Regions from separate parts of the Sus scrofa genome. Here region 1 is linked to region 2. A link is a contact called in public HiChIP or PLAC-seq data. All regions are on one chromosome and are shown on one strand. Each heading gives the region's core, a stretch centred on a gene start, on an enhancer-like site or on the middle of the called end of the contact. The rest is flanking DNA. Distances are from core to core; before and after follow the strand shown.

Region 1 (3,285 bases), core at 42-2,541, 290 kb after region 2:
ATGCTTGGTCATCATGAGCGCCCCCAAATTCTTTGTTAGATGAATGGATGTGTGGAGAGGTATGTGGGTGGCTGGCTGGCTGGCTGGGGAGGTGGATGAGTAAGATGAGTAAATAAAAGGCTGAGGGGGTAGATGGGAAGATGGTGAGTGAACAGATGGGGAGATGGCTGGCTGGGTGGGTGGATGGCTGGCTGGGTGGGTGGATGGATGGTTGAGTGGGTGGATGGATGGCTGGGTGGGTGGATGGGGTTTTGAGGTTGGGCGCTAGGACCATGGAAATGTCATTAGTAGAAATAGAAGAGGGAGAGGGAGGAATCGCTGTGACCTCCTCTCCAGCAGCCTGGCATCTGCTTAGGCTACCTAAGCTGGTCGCAGAGGGTCCTGCGTTTTCACCCAGGCCTTATCCCAGCCAGGCCTCTTTCCTGCCATTCCCCAAGGACAGGCACCTCTGCATGGATTCCACATCTTGCCAAGAGCGTCCCTTCTCTGCTTGTTCTCCACAGAAAGCTTACTCCTCAAAAAGCAAAGGCACAGTGAATGCAAAGCATCCTGTAAATGGGAAAACAGAGTCGGGACGGAAGGACCAAGGGTGAGAGCCCTCCGCGTGCCAAGGACATTTCAGCACATCCGTACTCTCCCTCAATACCGCTCTCACTGGCACCCATTTTACAGATGGAAAAACAAGCTGCTCAAGATTCCACAGCTACAATGTGGTAAGGCGGGTTTTGAACTCAGACTGGCCCACGTCCCCCTTTACACCACGCCATCTTTCTCTTCATCACACCTGCTTGGGAGCAACCCCCCCCCACCTCCAGACTTCATCAGGCTCTAGTCCCCCTAGATGCCAGCACAAGGCCCCCAGGCTTGGTCTTGGGCAAGCTCCTTGGCCCTGACGGATGCTCTGCCAGGTCAACCACTTCCTCAATGCCCACGGAGGAAAACCTCCTGTGTGCCCAGGGCTTGGTGCTCCAAGGGGGTGGGGGGGGTGGAGGCGGGCTTTGGGGCAAAGACTCCCAACACAGAACCACTGCAGCCGCCTCGCTTTATCATCCAGCTCAGAAATGGAGAGCCTACCCCGAAGCAATGCAGCACCTGTAAGCAAACCTTCCACAAACGCCCATCAGCACAGAGGACTTGAACTTCCAAGAGCAGTTAAGCCCCCGAAGAAGGGAAGGGCCTCTGACTCAAGCTACGGGCTGCCTGCACATTCCCAGCCAGAAGGCGGAGGTGCCTGCGCCTTCAGCCGGCACATAAACAGTGATCTAATCTGTCGCCTGGCTTTTCAGAGCGGTGGCACACTGACACGCACAGTTACTCTCTGCTCAGGGGAGCCCCCAGCACACAGAGCCGGGAGCTTCCTGCCCGCCCTGCTTCCTTTCCCTTTTGCTGGTCAAACTTGCACACTCTTTAAAAGGGCTGTTTCAGTTTCTGGGGCTCTTTTCAGAAGCTGTTGATGTCTTTCTCTGAGACAGGAGTAGAGAGCAGGCTGCATTTTTTTTTTCCCCTTAGTCCCCAGTTGTCCCCTAGACAGCCTCGCTCCAGCCACAGAGAGGAGACGATCTCAAGTCTAAGCCCCCGAAACGGTTTCAAAGTTCAGTCCCCTCTGGGCTCCCAAAGTCGCAGTGAGTCCATGGCGCTGTCCCTGGGAGCCCATTTCACAGACTCGGAAGCCCGGGGAGGCTAACCTCGCTGCTCACGGCCGCACAGGAAGGCGGTGGATCTGCATCCAGAGCCCCGGCTTCTAGGCACCACCTCACTGCCTTTGAGCTCTCTGGACCCCAGACCACAGCAAGGAATGCACTTGACCTTGTAACCAGCACACAAAGACATCAAATGCAGAGGACACACACACGGAGACACACACCTCCCGGAGCAATACTCACCCTACCACTTGCGAGCTGCTCAGATCATTTCTACTCTCTTTTGATTTTTTAAATGCAGGTGGTGAGCTACCAAACTGCTTTCCTAACCCACTACTGGGTCATGATCCCGGTGTGGAAACAGCTGGACTGCCGCCCGTGTGCTCAGCCTCTGGAGCCCAGGAAGGGGGAGGAGCAGGCAGGAGCGGCAGCCCAAGGGGATCCGGGTCCCCGCTGACTCTGGCCGCCGCCGCTGCAGCTCTGCCCGCAAACCTTAGACAGCCGGCTTCCTCCTGCGCCGGCTCGCGGAGACCTTCGGGTGGGGAGGAGACTGCACGCCCCTGGCGGACCCCCGGGGCGACCCTGCAGCCGGGACCCAAGCTCCCCGCTCTGGCGATTTCGCGCAGACCACGCCTCCCAGCTCGGTCCAGAAAATCCCAGCCGGAGGCTGCCCATTCCTGAGCTGAGGCAGAATCATGGGAACTCAGATCTGCTGTCAGGCTGGGTGGCCGCAAGGAACCCTCGGCAGCCAGAGGATGAGGGCGGTGATGAAGGCAGCAGGACTGCTCCCCACCGCCCCCACCCCCAGGCCCTGGGGCTCCTTTCCACAAACCCAAGATATAACGACCGACCGACTTGGCAGGAGGGCCAGCGTCTGAATTCGGGGCAGGGACCCCAGGGACTTGGGAGGATGCAGGAGGAGCAGGAGTGCTGATTCTACCCTCCCAGCCACCTTTGAGCACCTGCAGGACCCCAGGAGGTACAGGATGCTGAGCCCTGAGCCAGAGGTCCTCACTCGAGCCAGACAGGGTGTCGCTGAGGTAACTAGAATATTCCACGGATACAAGAGCCACAGGACAGCAGGCAAGGGCGGGGGAAGCTGACTCTTTCCACTCTCACCCCCAGGGCTTCACCCTCCAGCTGCTGGCAACCAACATCTGGGCCAGTGGGTCACAACTGCATTAGTAAATACCCAGGGTGCTTATAAAAAATAACACCATTGCCCAGGCCCCACACCCCAGATGAATTAAATCATACTTTCAGGAGGTGAGGTGCTAGGATCAGTGTTTTTAAAAGCTCTCTGGACAATTCCAGAGGGCAGCCAGGAGGAGACTCACTGAGGTGGAGGCGGGGTGGAGCCTGTTGGATAAACCAGCAGAGCGAGGGCATCGGAGGAAGGCTCTGGGTTGTAAGGCGAGCATCCGTGTTTTTAAACAGAGTGGCTCAGAGCGGGCAGCGAAGCACCGGCCTTTGGCCTCATGGGGTCTTCTGGCTCTCAGGACCATTTTCTAAGCCCCTCCAGGGACCTCACTGACTTGTGCCAGGCCTTACACTTCAGCACCTACATCAGAGGAGCGGAGGCAGAGCGCTGCTTGGTTGCAAGTTCCAAGTGGCCAGGTATGAATTCAGATGGCTTCAAGGACGG
Region 2 (3,108 bases), core at 241-2,740:
CTGAGATAATAAATGCACATTGTCTTAAGCCACTAAGATTTGAGGTAATTTGTTACTAAGCAATGGATAATGGATAACGAATACAAGGCCATAATTCAAGCTTTGGAAGCTACTTGATCTCTGGGGCAACTGCTGAGTGCTGCTGCAGCAGGAGAGCAGTGGGACACATTGTAAATGGACCAGCACACCGTGTTCTAAGACAACCACTGATGGACACCCAAGCTCAAATTTCATATAATTTTCACGTCACCAAATTTTGTCTGTCTTTTGACTTTTTTCAACCACTTAAGAATGTAAAGGAGTTCCTGGTGTGGCTCAGTGGGTTAAGCACCCATGAGGATGAGGGTTCGATCCCTCGCCTCGCTCAGTGGGTTAAGGATCCGGTGTTGCCACGAGCTGTGATGTAGGTCACTGACATGGCTTGGATCCCGCATTGCTGTGGCTGAGGCCATGGCTGGAAGCTGCAGCTCCAATTTGACCCCTAGCCTGGGCTGTGCCCTGGTGCAGTTGTTAAAAAGACCAAAAAAAAAAAAAAAAAAGAGAGAATGTAAAAACCATTCTTAGCTCCTAGGCAGCAGAATGGATCTGGCCTGTGGGCCCTAGTTTGCAGACCCCAACTTAAAGTACACAACTAGAGCTCTATTTAACCCATTATTTTGATAACACTTAAACCTGAATTTACAACATTATACTTATAACAGTACAATGAGTTGCATTACTAAAGAATATATATATGTCTGTATATATTTATATATATATATTTTCTCTTTTTTGGCTGCCCCAGGCCAGGGATCACATCTAACCCACAGTTGCAACCTATGCCACTAGCTGTGGCAACACCCAGATCCTTTAATACCTACTGTGCTGGGCTGGTGATTGAACCTGTGTCCTGGTTCCACAGAGATGCTCTGGACCCCAGTGCACCATAGTGGGAACTCCAATATTTTATTTCTTTCTTTTTTTCTTTTTTTTGGGGGGGCCACACCTGCAGCATTTGGAAGTTCCCAGGATAGGGGTTGAATCTGAGCTGCAGTGGCCAGGCTGCACCATAGCCACAGCAACATAGAATCTGCAGCTTGCAGCAATGCCATATCCCTAACCTGCTGAGCAAGGCCAGGGATGGAACCCACATCCTCATGGATACTAGTCTCATTCTTAACCCGCTGAGCCACAACAGGAACTCCAAAGCATATTTTATTGACAGATAATGAAGAACCAAATAAATATCGTTTGGCAGATACTTTGCAAATCTCTAAGGCAGAGAAAGTGAGACAGAAACAACCCTGGCGGAGATGATGAAAGAGCTGCAAACAAAACCTCTGCGTCCTGATGGGAGGGAACACCCAGCTACCCTGGTTTATGCAGCCCCGGGCACGGACAAGGCTCCTTCTGGAGGGGAGGCAGAAGACCTGAGGGGACACCTTCCTGCGTGGCAGAAACATACTCCCTGAAAGAGGAAGCTCGACGCAGAGGGAGTAGGAGCTAGTAGGAGGGGCCCAAGTAGGAAGTACACAGGCTACGTCCATGAAATAAAAATAAGAAACAGACTTGCAGGAAAGCCAAAGAGCAGTCATTCAAGCCCATAATGCTGACAATGTAATGCCTGCTCACAATGGCACCAAGGCACGAGGAATGTGGAAGTGATTTCAAACGAACAGTTAAGAGAACCCAAAAGGTTCACTCTAGATCAAACTACCTTCAAACACCTAAAGCGACGTCTGGGAGAAACAAAAGAATTCCTCTGGTCTTTAGAGGACGGGACCAGGATTGATGTGCAGAGGGGGCTGATTTCAGGTTTGTTTTTTTTTGGGGGGGACATTCTGTCTAGCTAAAGTTAAAAAATGGGAGTACTTCCTTGAAAATACCTTACACACAATGCTCTCTGTTCACTGATGGTACTTGGACAGAAAGGAGGTGACCGTCAGAGACAAGGATGATGGTCACCCAGGAGAAAGCCGTCATCCCATTCTACATTCTTATTACATTTTAATTTTTTTTTTTTTTAGGGCCACACCCGCGGCATAGGGAAGTTCCCAGGCTAGGGATCAAACTGGAGCTTCAACTGCCAGCCTACACCACAGCCACAGCAACATCAGATCCGAGCCATATCTGTGACCTACACCACAGCTCACGGCAATGCCAGATTCTTAACCCAGTGAGTGAGGCCAGGGATCGAACCTGCATCCTCATGGATACTAGCTGGGTTCATAACCTGCTGAGCCACAATGAGAACTCTATATTTTGAAATTTTTTTTTTGTTGTTGTTGTTGTTGTTGTTGCTATTTCTTGGGCCGCTCCCGCGGCATATGGAGGTTCCCAGGCTAGGGGTCTAATCGGAGCTGTAGCCACTGGCCTACGCCAGAGCCACAGCAACTCGGGATCCGAGCCGCATCTGCAACCTACACCACAGCTCACGGCAACGCCGGATCGTTAACCCACTGAGCAAGGGCAGGGACCGAACCCGCAACCTCATGGTTCCTAGTCGGATTCGTTAACCACTGCGCCACGACGGGAACTCCTATATTTTGAATTTTGATAACCAGAAAAACACATATGTCCCAGTTTTAGGCTACCTGTGGGCAACAGGCAATCAGATGACGTGGATAATCTATTATTTTGAAGCATCTCAAAGAAAAACTATAGAAAGTATACAGAGTTCGGGGAAGATCACAATAATTAAGGAACGCAAGAATTCAATTATCAGAAAGAGTGCTGGGTAATTAAGACATTTGGGGACAAGATAATGATACACTTATCTGAATGGTGCATATTTTATAAAGAAGAGACTATGGAAGATCTTACATCAGAAAAGACAATCAGAATGATTATCTTGAAAGGAAAAAGTAAAGTAGGACAACTCAGCTATGACACTGTTTGTAATTTTCAGTAACAAAGCAAAACAAAACAAAAACCATGGAATCAGAGGTTAACACCAAGCTTTCAACAAAATCATTAACAACATGACAAAGTGAATAATTAATTAAGGAGAAAGAACCCTAATTAAATTCTTGGGAAATTTGCTCTAGGTTTAAGATTTTAGACAATCTGCTCCAGGCTGTCTTTCTCTTGCTAAAACCAGAATGCCAACTAACTGATCTAAGGGCAATA

The links. HiChIP or PLAC-seq counts read pairs in DNA pulled down with a chosen protein or histone mark.
Region 1: an H3K27ac HiChIP or PLAC-seq map of alveolar macrophages shows a contact between it and region 2. The contact joins two enhancer-like sites. A contact is called at or near these places in 2 of 5 promoter capture datasets (fetal liver and liver) and 1 of 2 datasets of contacts at active chromatin or transcription factors (alveolar macrophages).

The regions. Positions count from the first base shown.
Region 1 is chr7:112,895,065-112,898,349 of Sscrofa11.1, forward strand. The region is part of intron 1 of GPR68 (ovarian cancer G-protein coupled receptor 1); the gene reads right to left. Among named protein-coding and RNA genes, the nearest start is that of GPR68, 7.5 kb to the right of the region's middle. Within about 2 kb of position 1,292, at least 31 of the 83 cell types and tissues checked have an H3K27ac peak or open chromatin away from gene starts, as enhancers often do. A contact at or near this core is called in alveolar macrophages, where this site is marked.
Region 2 is chr7:112,603,306-112,606,413 of Sscrofa11.1, forward strand. The region is part of intron 7 of RPS6KA5 (ribosomal protein S6 kinase alpha-5); the gene reads right to left. Among named protein-coding and RNA genes, the nearest start is that of TTC7B, 86 kb to the left of the region's middle. Within about 2 kb of position 1,491, at least 5 of the 83 cell types and tissues checked have an H3K27ac peak or open chromatin away from gene starts, as enhancers often do. A contact at or near this core is called in alveolar macrophages, where this site is marked.